4 separate regions of the Macaca mulatta genome follow, and all the other regions are linked to region 1. A link is a contact called in public Hi-C data. All regions are on one chromosome and are shown on one strand. Each heading gives the region's core, a stretch centred on a gene start, on an enhancer-like site or on the middle of the called end of the contact. The rest is flanking DNA. Distances are from core to core; before and after follow the strand shown.

What was found. A called contact is a pair of places that touch in the nucleus more often than the background predicts.
Region 2: a contact with region 1 is called in a Hi-C map of fibroblasts, with 2.6 times the contacts expected there. The contact joins two enhancer-like sites. A contact is called at or near these places in 2 of 14 Hi-C or Micro-C datasets (fibroblasts and liver).
Region 3: a Hi-C map of fibroblasts shows a contact between it and region 1, with 2.2 times the contacts expected there. The contact joins two enhancer-like sites. A contact is called at or near these places in 3 of 14 Hi-C or Micro-C datasets (fetal cortex germinal zone, fibroblasts and liver).
Region 4: a contact with region 1 is called in a Hi-C map of fibroblasts, with 2.0 times the contacts expected there. The contact joins two enhancer-like sites. A contact is called at or near these places in 2 of 14 Hi-C or Micro-C datasets (fibroblasts and liver).

Annotation. Positions count from the first base shown.
Region 1 is chr14:132,149,618-132,152,748 of T2T-MMU8v2.0, reverse strand. NTM (neurotrimin) reads right to left here. Exons shown (of 12, transcript XR_013404437.1): 2 at 798-882. Among named protein-coding and RNA genes, the nearest start is that of NTM, 540 kb to the right of the region's middle. Within about 2 kb of position 1,643, at least 8 of the 40 cell types and tissues checked have an H3K27ac peak or open chromatin away from gene starts, as enhancers often do.
Region 2 is chr14:131,937,029-131,940,159 of T2T-MMU8v2.0, reverse strand. The region is part of intron 1 of NTM (neurotrimin); the gene reads right to left. Among named protein-coding and RNA genes, the nearest start is that of NTM, 320 kb to the right of the region's middle. Within about 2 kb of position 1,464, at least 6 of the 40 cell types and tissues checked have an H3K27ac peak or open chromatin away from gene starts, as enhancers often do.
Region 3 is chr14:132,365,902-132,369,032 of T2T-MMU8v2.0, reverse strand. All of the region lies in intron 2 of NTM (neurotrimin), which reads right to left. Among named protein-coding and RNA genes, the nearest start is that of NTM, 750 kb to the right of the region's middle. Within about 2 kb of position 1,527, at least 10 of the 40 cell types and tissues checked have an H3K27ac peak or open chromatin away from gene starts, as enhancers often do.
Region 4 is chr14:131,989,275-131,992,405 of T2T-MMU8v2.0, reverse strand. The region is part of intron 1 of NTM (neurotrimin); the gene reads right to left. Among named protein-coding and RNA genes, the nearest start is that of NTM, 380 kb to the right of the region's middle. Within about 2 kb of position 1,640, at least 6 of the 40 cell types and tissues checked have an H3K27ac peak or open chromatin away from gene starts, as enhancers often do.

The DNA.
Region 1 (3,131 bases), core at 394-2,893:
GCATAACCGACATTCTTCTTCTTCTCCTCCTCCCCCAGTGCCTGTAAGCCTTAACCCCAGAAGCCAATCAGGACCCAACCCAACACTGAAACCTAGTTTCTCTTCAGTAGACGAGTTTTGCACGTACTGTTTTGGTGGACAGCAGGAACAGAACACAGTTCACCACAGTAAATGCCATTTTCCACGGACAAATCAGACTCCATGACTCGGGCCTCAGAAAGCCACGTTCAGACAGGAGAAAGCACCTCTGTCTGCTTACCAGCTCACGCCATGAGGGCACCCCAGGAAAGCCCGGGCACAGTCAGACCCAGGACAAAACAGCGGCTCTCCCAGAGTGCAGGAGCCAGGGCTGGCAAAGCCCCATGGCATGGGCAAGTGGGGGCATTCACTCCAAGCCAGACCCCTCCTTTGGGACTCATTAACTTCAGAGAAGACTGCTCACGGGGAGCCCCTCCAAGCCCCCTGTCACCACGGCCACCAGGCTCAGGCACAGACAGTGCCAGGGACAAGTCCCTCAGTCTCAGCGACCACCTGGTCCAGCCACCCCTCACCCTTAACAAGTGCCTGAGCCGCAGAGGCCAGTTTTTGGGAAAAAGCTCACCGCCAGAACCTGAGCCTTTCCCCATGAATGCCACATTCCCGGGCAGAGCTCCCAGCACAGCCATAAATTGTGCAGCCCAGGGAACCAGCGACCTCTCCGCCAACCCAGGCACGACTCAGTGCACACACCTGCACCCCTGCCCCTTACCCCCACCCCATACAAATCATCAATTCGTAGAATAATGTCAGCTCCCTACCTGAGGGTGGCGCTCTCCCCCTGCCGGACCGTCACGTTGTCCATAGCTTTGGGGAAGGTGGCATCTCCGCTGCGCACGGGCACTCCTGTGGGTACAAGGAACAGCAGCCTGAGAGACACGACCACGAGGCACTTCCAGGGCAGGAACAGGTACCCACAGACCCCCATCCTCGACAGCCACAACTTCCCAGAACTCCGGCAGCCGCACGGCACACGCCCCCCGGGCGAGCACAGGAAGTGGGTGGGGTGCGGAGCGAGCGCGGGGACGGAGCGGTGAACTAGCGGCGACCGGGAGGCGCGGGGAGGAGAAAAGCGCGCAGACTCCTCCAAGTCTAATATTCCTCCCCCAAATCCAGCCTCGGCTTGCCAGCCTCGGAAAACCAGTTCCACGGCGGGCGGCCAAAGGGGGCTCCCTCCTTGCGGCTTCGGCCCGGAAGGTGGCCGAGGAGGGGGAAGCGCGAGGCAGGTGAAAGGTGTGGGCGCGCCTCAGGAGCCGCTTCTTCCCAGTGGCAGTTCAGACATGGCACTTTGGAGAGGAGTAAGCACTTTGGTACCGGAAGGGGACGGGGTGGGCTTCATCCAGCCACCCAGAGGCGGTCTGCAGTCCCTCAGTTCCAACAGGGGGAATCCAACACTTTGTAAGTTTCGGAGCCGGGCTCGCCACCGGAAAACAATCGGAAACAATAGCAGATGGGAAGTGGAGCTCGCAGGAGGCGCAGGGGTGGCGCGCGGAGGAGACGGCCGCGCGGGCTTCGTTCAATCCGGACCCGGGATCCTGCGGCAGCCGCCTCGCTCAACTTCCTCGGAGCCCAAATGCGCGCTGCAGCCGCGGCTCTCCGGCCGGGCTCGGCGGGGCAGGAGCTGCGGCGGTGGCAGAGGAAGGAGCGGCCGGGCGGCGGGAGCGGACCGCGGCGGCCCCTAGCTCGCTAGCTCGCTGGGGAAGGCGCGGCGCAGCCGGCACCGGAGCCGCGCGGACGCCAAGCTCAGTGGCCGCCCCCGGCCTCCGCGCCGCCTTCCTCCCGGGAGCAGCCCCGACGCGCGCGGGCCCCGACCGCCGGGGTTGTCATGGCAGCAGCTCCATCCCTGACCGCCACTTTCTCCCGGTGCCGCCTCGGAGCGAGCGGGCGGGCTGGCGGCGCGGATTGCGCTCTCATCCCGGCGGGCGGGCGCGGGGCGCAGGGCGCGGGCGCCCACCTTAACCCCCGCCGCGCCGGTCCCCGGCTGTGCACCAGCCCAGCCCAGGCCAGGCGTTTAACCATTTACGCGCTTCCAAATTAGGAAAAAAAGCAAAGTTACCGTGCAACCTTAATCAGCCCCAGACTTGAGATATCTTAAAAAGGGTCACAAACTAATTAACTGGGAAAGGAACACCCTGCAGCATGCATACATGCACCTTTAAAATGATCAGATTAATTCCGTTGGCATTCAGAGTAAATTCAGAGTGTTGGGAGGATGTTTTAGAAGAACCTCATAGTTATTCAGTAGTACAGCACCCACCCAGCAGCCCCCAAAAAGCTGCTCAAAACCCCAGAGACTCAACACTACCATTCTAGAGATCTGTCATATATAAAAACAAATCCAAAATCACAGAAGCCTCTTAGTGTGCGAAACTGGAAAAATCGCATCATCAAAATGTTGGTCAAGTTCAGACACCCACTTACATTCTTTATTCTTGTTTTGTCGCCATTAAAACATGCTGGGCCTGCAAAAGTGCTCACTTGGGTGGATGAGTGTGAGCCACTTGCTGTATTTATACAGCAGACTCCCAGTTTTCCTGGGCCTCACGCTCTGGCACAGCTGATTTCATCTTTAAGAGGTGTGTTTCTCAAATTCTTGAAACCCAGGGAGAGACTGCATTTGCCTCGGTCCCTGTCACTTCTCCTCTCTGGCTGCTGCTGGTCCTCCTGTGCCTGTATTATTATTTCTCCCTTAACTTCGGCTCTGAGGGAATGGCCTGCGTTTCCTTTCCCTGGCTGGGCCTGGTCCTTGTGCAAGGGGGAAGCACAGAGCAGCCCAGCAGGCACAGTGGTGGTGACATTAATAATGCTCCCTTCGCAGGGATTCCTAGAGCCCGGCTCCAGCCCTGACCCACATTCTCCTTGGGGATAGAGAGGAGGCAACAATGACTTTGTTTTTCCCCTGGACTTTCTATCAAACACAACCAGGAAGCTTTTTGTTGTTGTTGTGAACAACTGTTAAATAACAGAAAAAATGTTCTTCCAAAAAGCTATCCAGCATGAAAGAGACTGAACCATTATAACTGAGTCATATAACCATAAGGGCTCATTCTGGCAACCATGGAGCAGTACCAAACACTTACATGTAGATAACACGT
Region 2 (3,131 bases), core at 215-2,714, 210 kb after region 1:
GAAGGGAAGGTCCCTAAAACTTCCTATGTCTTCCTCTTTGGAGCCTAGTAAGTAATGGTGCTGGGTGCTGGTGTAACTTCTATCTCCCAGACAACCTTAACTCAAGCAACTTGAGACTCCCATACAAAACCATATCATCAAGCCCTGTTTTCCTGGGCTTGCATTCAACTCTCCTTCCTGCTGGCCTCCCCGGGTGCGTCTTGTGCTGTGTCATCCTTCTCCAGTCATCACACGACAATGAACACCCAACGTCACCCCACACCCCATACTGCCAAGGAAATTTCTTCTCTCTGAGGCTAATAGCTCTTTTTGTCCCAAGTACAATTAGCCATCCTTCCCCTAGGGGCCGGCTCCCTTTGGCTGTGGGTTCTTTCAAGTCTATCACATCAACACCACTTTCTGTTGAGAAGCTAGTTTATTGCAATGATAATTAGACATGCACCTTTCTGCACCACACGTCCAGTTTTTCTCATGCACTCCAGCCCTGTCCTTCGAGCGGCACACACACTGCAGCTGCTGTCACTCTCGGGGCAGGAGCAGAGTCCAGAGCACAGGTGTGAAGGGACATAGACCTCTGATAGATACTAGCTGTGTTTCCTTGGGGAAGTTTACCTCTCCGAGCCTCTTTCCTCAATGGAATATTGGGATGATAATCCTACCCAGGAGGTTGCCTTAAGGATTACTTGGGAAACGTCCATGTAAGACCTCTGTTACGACAAATGCTCAGACTTTCTGGTTCTCCATCCGACCCACTGCTCCATCCCCTAGTTCTCAAGGTGGGCATGTAGGTGAAGTTGCTCCTAAACACGCTCTATTCACAGATTGGACACTTGTGGAAGAGAAAAACACCCCACTTCAAAGGACAAAGGAGATTGAGAAGATTTGGTGGGTACAGAGGAAAGTGTCTGAGCTCTTGGACCAAAACCCGACTACCTCATTTCCTGGAAAATCATGTAACTTCTCTGAATTGCATTTAGAAAACCTGAATATGTGCCTCCTAGGATCACTCTAAAAATTCAGTGAGACAATGTGTATGAAAACATGTGCCGGCATGAAGGTTTGTGTAAAGTCATTCATTCAGGAAACCTTTCTGAGCTACCCCAATCCAGTCCTTGACATCATCTCAGGGGGAGCTGCTAGGTTTAGGACAAGCACAATAAAACCAATACCAAGCCTGAGGTGTGCAGGTGGCATCTGGGTGCCTGGCCAAGACACTAAGGCCATGCTCTGAATTCTCATACAAACCCAGTGCATATCTCGTCACAGAGATTTTTCTTTCCAGGGCGTGGGGGGTGGGTCCTAAAATCCTCAGCCTGTCCGTGACCCAGAACATTTTAAGGTGAGAATGTCCTGCACTACGCACCGTGTATTTCCTCTGGCAGACAGCTCCCCCCTGCAACCTCCCGGCGGCGGCGCGCCTCGCAGCCCATCCAACACTGCCCTCTGGTGGCAGCAGCTCGCAATTTCATGGCTCGCCGACGGCCCCTCTGCTGGCTCCTCCCTTCCCAGGCCGCGTTCAGATTGCCAGGGCGCTGAGCGGGTCCGAGGGCAGGCAGTTTCCCTGCGAGTTCCAGATTCCTACACGGTCAGCTGATCTTTCCTCTGCATTCACCCCCTACTCAGTCCTGAGTGATCATCAGGCTCACCTGATCCTGTTTAAAAGCCTTTATGCCCTTCAGAAAAGCTCAGGGTCTTGGCATAAAACCAAATCTGCTCCTTCGGTGAGAGCTCCTCTGTCCACACGTCCATTCTCGGCTCTGGGCCCGTCCTCCGGAGGTGCCAGCCCGCGGTTCCCAGGCCCAGCTCCCTGTCCTGCCTGAGGTCGTTCCTTGCATTTCCCGCTTCAGCCTTGCACGCCCTTTCCCGCCACCAAGCAAGGGGCTAAGCTCTTCAGAACCCAGAGGGATGTCACTTTCTCCATCCATCGGGCCTTCTCCGGCAACTCCCTCCCCCTACTCCGAGTTGGACGCAGACCTAAGTCCTGCTTCCCACTCTGTCACAGTCCTTTCCCACCAGACTCAGCTTCTAGACCCAGCAATGACATTTTGTTCGCATTTGTAAAAATCACCATAGCCCTAAGATAGAATACAGTGCTGCCCATGGAGACTCAATAAATGTTGAAGGAAAACCATATGCAGCTTGGGAACTAGAGGAAGAGTAGATGCTGCGAGGGTAACAAGTCATCACAATTACTTACATTCTCACTAATAATAATGGTCCTTATTGAACAGTTCTCATATGTAAGGCACCATTAAGTGCTTTAAATGCATGTTCTCATTGAATAGGCCTCTACATGATGTAGTGAGCATCTGCAAATACCATCTCATTTAGTCTTCTCAACAACCTTGGCAGGGAGGAGAACAAGTGTTAGATCCATGTGACAGAGGAGAAAAGGAAAGTTGGGGAGAGGTGGGTGACCAAGCATCCAAGAATAGTGTGAGAGGCCAGATTCTGCAATCTCTCTCCTAGTGACACAAGTCTGCTATACCTCATGAATACTCTGCCACCTTTTCCTGACAGAGACAGGTCTCCAGAGACGAAGTTAAACAGGAATGTGCTTCCACCTGCAGACCCAGGCTGTAAAAGCAATCATAGCTTCTCCTCTCTCGCTTCCAGTTTCTAATCAATTATGGAGGAAATGACAGTGGAGAGGGGAGGTGAGAGACACTCCATAGTGACTGCAGCTCATTGAAAAGATACCCGAGGCTTTGTCTCTGCAGCCACAATGCCCAGCTGGGAACACCAGGGCATTTATATGTAGGGTTTGGGTGGATGACACTGAGACAAAGGAAAAATGACAAACCAAGTGAATTAAGTGAAGGCGAAGTAAACGGTGCTCAGCAACAGATGGGGCTGGTGCTAGGTAATTTTCTCCTGTCAACTCCCCTCAGGTAATAGATAATCCTGCAGCTACTGGATTTCCTGGGAAGGCAGGCACCGGGCCTGAATCTCCTTCCTGTTTGGAAGCCATGGCCCCCATTCCTTAACCTGTCTGGATGATAAAAATCTTAAGAACCAAAACTTTTTGCAAGACTTATCATGGCGATTTAACTCCGTCTCGGCTAAGGTTGCTATCTGTCAGGCTGTCACCGTGACAGGCAGATTTGTAAATGCTCTGGCTCCAGTGTCAG
Region 3 (3,131 bases), core at 278-2,777, 220 kb before region 1:
TTCCCACACTGTCAATAGTGATTTCTGACCTTATCAGCCTCTTGTACCTGTGTGATCCCCTGGCAAGTTACGTTGGTTGGGTGAACTACACCCACAACTATAACCCACTGGAAGGTTCTTTGAGGCTCCTGTTTCTGCATGAAGGAGATATACATCTGGACAGCCTGGGGCCAGTCCGCAAAGATCTGAGGATGGTCCCTGGAGAGGCAACATCTGATGTCGTGCTCTCTACAGTCCCTGGGCAGCTTCTAAATTCTACAGCTGAGAGAGTAAACGGGACTAGCAACAGTTGAGATGTAACATTTTGTATGCATATTCAAAAGGCATTCATTATCTGCAGGACATTGTTTAGAAATTGCTCTACTATTTAATTTGTGATAAATGATTAGTAAACATGTTTATCAATGTAAAAAACCACTCGCAGAACAACTTTAATTGGATTCACATACTTCAGTGTCTGGGAAAGCTGAGAAGCAAACCATCCTATACCACTGCCATGTGCTTCTCCTCTCCAGCATCCTCTCCCCAGCCACCTGCCCTCAGACTTCATCTACAACCCCAGATAGCCCTTCTGCCAAATGTAAACTGACGGTCACAGGGAAAAGTAGAGGACATATGGATGAGAGTGCCCAAATATGAGAATATCCTTTGTTGACAAACGCCAGAAGAGTGTAAATATTTCAGAGGGCCAACGCCCAGGCCAGCATCCCACTTGGTTCAGTCCCTTGGATGGGGAAGGGTGGATCTAAGACAAGAGCTTGGCTCTGGGACTCGCAGACTATAAAGTCAGACTTCACTAAGTCTGCCGGCATGACATTCGTTCTCCTATTAATAGCAACTTCTTCCATTTGCTCGCCCCAGAAAACAAAATGAATGAGGCTTGGCTGCGAATGTAGGAGAGAATAAAACCCAGGATGGCAATAAATCGGAGTGCAGAGTGGCAGACACTGTAATCTGCCGGAATGCCGCTCTGGCTCAAGGAAAAGAACCTCTTTGGGGAAGCAGTGGAGGGAATCAATGCCCATAAAAGCATCCAAGGCAGCAAGCCACAGCAGAAAAGACACATACTGTTGACCAGCACATGCAGCAGATTGCTGGTTGTAAAACAAAATAGAAAGTCATTAAAAAGGTGGGCAAAGGGCATGATTGTGCGATGTGGATGTCACAGGGGACCTGTGTTATAGAGGGCTCAGGACTCCCCATCCGTCAGAAGGTCAGCATCGCCGAGACTGCCTGGAATCCCACACTACAGATCCCTGTCTCTGCGCTCACCGCAGCAAGGTGAGAGATGGGTTAGTATTTATTGCCACTTATGTAATAGGTCTATTTGGAAACACATTCTGACTCGCTTATCAGGGTATTAATACATCACAGCATATTGAGCTGTATTCATTTTGGGTTCGGGTTGCTTTAACCAAAGACTTTCCTGGGAAGCCTGCCAGGGCATGTTTTTCTGGAATGAGCTCCCTTTTCCGCCTCATTCACCACCTTTCGATCCACCAGAGGGCAGAGTCAACCCGTACGACTCAGGCTCAGGGACTCTGGGGGGCAGTCTGAAATAGGAGGTGTTTTGGGAGAACACACTAGAAAAGCAAAGGCCTGAAAAAGTTATTCCTCCTGGAAGCTGGAGATGGAAATAGTTTCTGGAACTCTCAGGATCATAAGACTGACAATAAGGCCCGAAAGAAGCAAGTGAATGTGCCGTGCCTCAGTTTCCCAACATTTGAAAGGAGCAGATGCTTGAATCCTTTCCAACTCACCCTGTAAATGAAACCACGCTTTACAAGTCACGGAAAACAAACACCTCTCACAGCGAAGGAGGGGCAGCTGGCAGAGAAACAGGCTGCAAGGTCGCAGCCAGCACAAATCGGAAAAAGGCAGTCTGGAGGCTTCTTCCCTCCTTCTCGCTTCCCTCTCCCCTTGCCTCCTGGTAGGGCTTTCTCCTGCATTTCCATTCTTGCCCTCTTTCTCCTTTTCTTTCTTGTGCTAGTTTGGCTGCCCTCTCCAGCTCCTCTCCTCTTGGGAGAAATAAAAGTAAAACCAAAAGCAACTCCTAGGGAAGAAATGACAGCTGCTGCTTCCTCCCCCTCCTCCTGCCCCCGCCACGGGAGGTGGCCGCGAAGTCCCCGGCACACTGCCAGCGATGGTGAGAGCTTTGATTTCCAATCTGATCGCCTCATTTTGTCAGCCTCTGCATAACACAAACAGCTCAGCCCCCATTTATCACAGAAAAGAAGTGGGTGATGGAAGGAAAAAAAGTAGAAGGAACACCTTCCTCTCCCATAATAAATAACTGGCACAGGCATCTCCTGTCACCCTCAGGATTGTCCCTGGTGTGTATCTCCCTACCTTGCCATTAAGAAGTAACTCACCACAGCTGGGCTGGAGAGAAACAGTATCTCCCTGCTATTGTTCACAGTGTTCTTGTGCTGACAATTTCAATCCATCAGACTTTTCTTCTGCAAAGAATTGATGGACTCAGGATCCTCTGGCTCCCAGCTGTTTGTATTTCTGCACTCATTCACGCACCCAGGTGGCGATACCCTCGTGCCCACTCAGTCTCCCACTCCCACACCTCGCAGGGGCACCTGGGGACCCAAGGTGCTTATGGAAAGCGAGGCTGCACCTTTCCTGGGCTGCGCTTCCTCCTCTGCTAACAGCCCACTCATCCCCCTTGCCTGGGACCCCCGTTGATCTCTCCCACATACACATGCACGCACACACACACCCCACATACCACAGCACACACCCAGCCACACACACACCACACACCACACATACCACACAGCACACACAGAAACACACCACACACACAACACACATGCATCATATACCACAACACACAAGACACACACCACATACCACACACCACACACCACACATGCACACACACCATACACACATACCACAACACGCTCAACATACGCACCACATACCACAACACAGACCACATACCACACACTACGCATGCACACACACCACACACACACCACACACACCACATACTATACCACACACCATACACCCCACTACACACATACACACCACTCATACCATACACAACACGCACACCACATACCACACCACAGACACACACTCCGCATTCCATACCACACACCACATACCCCACC
Region 4 (3,131 bases), core at 391-2,890, 160 kb after region 1:
GAAAGAAAGACCTGGGTGGTGGTCGGAATCAGGCACCCTGCAGTGGCCCCAGTAACTGTTATGGCGGGCCAGTGTGGCAAGCTCTGGGGAAGGAGGTGAGGAGCTTGTTGCCAGAATGACACTTCGCCTGGCAGTAAAAACACATGGGTATGTGACAATGTACATGTGACTGAAGGCCATAACTTAAAGTCTCTAAGGAGACACCGAGAAGGATCCAGGGCCACCGCACACAGATGTGTAGATCCTGCACAAAGGTGGCGACACCCAGTCTCAGGAATAAAATAGAGTTTTCTCTCAAAAATAAATGCAAGGTAAGTATTTGGAAAGACAGAGAGAAATGATAACATTAGGGGATTGGTGCTTTCTCTCCGTTGAGTGTAAGCAGGTGCTTGCCACCTAAGGTCAGGGGGACTGTAAGGAAACAAACCAAGGCTCACAGCGCTCCCAGACAGCATGCCCAGCTTGCTTTCATCCGGCACTCTCAGAGCAACTGCTGCATCCAGGAAATCTGCCCAATGTGAGAAACACAGGAACGTTTAAGATTCGGTGTTTGCCCTGCACAGCTAACAGGAAAATGTACTGGTATCCTGTATATGAAACGATGATGCCTGTAATCCCAGCACCTTGGGAGGCTGGGGAAGGTGAATCACCTGAGGTTAGGAGTTCGAGACCAGCCTGGTCAACATAGTGAAACCCTGTCTCTACTAAAAATACAAAAAATTATCTGAGCATGGTGGTGGGCACCTGTCATCCCAGCTACTTGGGAGGCTGAAGCAGGAGAATCGCTTGACCTGGAAGGCAGAGGTTGCAGTGAGCCAAGACCACGCCATTGCACTTCAGCCTGGGCAACAAGAGCAAAACTCCATCTCAAACAAAACAAACAAACAACAACAAAAAAACAGTGACAAAGCAGGGACATAAGTCAACAATAGAGGTGTGTCCCGGGGGCTGAGGGATCAAGGTAGGGACCATCTAGCAAGTCAAATTCTTTCAATTATTAAAAGAAAAATCATATTTTCCCATAGCATGTAGCCTATAAATGTCATAAGGACATGCATTCTTCTTGCCATTTTTGGATGCTCACTCGGTGCCAGACACAGCTCTGAGCACTTTGCAAGCTCTGTGTCATTTCCTCTTCATAGCAACCCTGGGAGTGGGTATCAGTATTATTCCCTTATTACATGCCAGGAAAGTGTGTCTTACACATCTTCATCCATCCAAGGTCACATTCTTAGGAAGTGGCTAAGCTGGGGTTGAAACTCAGGTCCCTGTGATCTGTACCACTGTGCTCCTGATCACTTTTGGACTTTCAGTACTGAGTTGATTCAGAATGACTTCATCCGGAAGTAAAGTTGGCTGCATCTGTTGTAGCTTCTCCAGGGCCCACTACTGTTTCAACTGTTGATTTATCACGGTGCCCAAAGAGTGTTGATTATTTATGTGCAATGGTCATGATCTAAGTGCTGAGGACATATGCTGCTCTATGTCCTTTCTTTTCTGTCTGAACAAAATGAGGAGGCAGGCCACAGAGGTGCACCCAAGAGAAAGGCCGAGTCGGGGCCCCTCTGATGTCAAAAGCCCCTGTGCTGTGAGAGGAGCAGGGCCGCCTGGCACTGGGCACCGTCCAGCCCCATACACTTCTGCAAGCTTTCTGTCCAGAGGCCAAGCCTCCAGGGGAGTGGAGAGAAAGAGAAGGAGTGCCGGGCAGTCCCCTCCCATCTGTTTTGCAGAGGAGAGCCATTCTGAAAAAGCACAACGGATTAAATAAATTAAAAGAATTGCACCCCCCTGGGAACATTCTCAAAACAGAAAGTCATTTGAACCGATGTGTGATTCACTCAGAGCCTCTCTCCTTATAGGAAACGAATACAATCAAATTAAAATCACTTCGTGGAGTAAGAGGCAGTGGATGGGCACGGGGAGAAGGGGGTAGGTCATGGAAGGCACAGTGTTTACAAAGCCATTAAAGGAGAATGAATAGATCTAGACTGGTCCCAAAAGGCAAAGAAATGTGAATTTTCACATATAAATAGAAAACGTTTAGAACGGTATTAATTCAAGACCGAGCGGCTAATGCCTTTCCATGTTAGCCGGGTGTGCGGCGTCTGCTTAGCTGCACTGACCCCTGCTGGTGAGAATCCAGAATTATCTGCTGCTCCGCGACTGTTTTCAGACACGTCCAGGGTCCTAGTGACCGCGTGGCAAGCGTGTGTCCACCGTCACGTACTACATGGTACGTGACCTGGACGCCTAACCGAGAACCACTTTGCCACTACAGCACCCAGAACCTACTAGAGTATCTGGCACATAGTAAAGCCTTAACAGACTTGGTTGAGTAACTATATGACCAAGCATGTACAATTCTAACACCTAATTGAACAAATTTAGCTTATGGCACCTTTATCTTGTATGAACAGTGACATCAAAACTTCTTGAACACAATCAATGGATTCTGCTAAGAAAGATGTATCAGGTAATACTAAAGTCACAATACACAATGGCAGGTGTCGTGGTGCCTGGCGAGTGCAGTGGAGGGCCTGTTGTCAATCATGGTGACACAGTGGTGATGTGTTGGTTGTGTCCTGGTGGAGGCATTCCTGGGATCACAGGATATTGAGGAGCTTGTCAGACTAAGGAACAGGGGGAGGGGATTCCATGCAAAGACAATACAATGTCAATGGCAGAGACATGAAAAAATTGCATGGAGCTTTCAGGAAACTCCCTTGCTGTTGCTGGCAGTTCCAGTGAGAGGCAGGGCTGGCAGTGGCAGACATTTAAGAGGTCATGTGACACAAGGTTCTCTGGATCCCGAGATCCAGAAAAGCTTGAGATCACCCTATGGTCCATGTGACCCCACAGAAGTGTTTGACATTTAGAAGCAACATGGTTTATTTTGCATTTTATTTACACCACTCGGCTCAGATGTGGAAGATGATTTCAGGGGTATGGAAGGAGAATAACGAAGGCCAAGAGTCCAGCTACAAAGCTACTGCATTTAGTAGGAATGCAAGAGGAGCTTCATTAAGATGTCAGTAGCTTGAATGGCAAGCAGAAGGCTGACAGGAGAACGATGTACGAGACACAACCTGAAGGCATAGATATGTGTGCTGGCAACTGGAAGAGAGAACAGC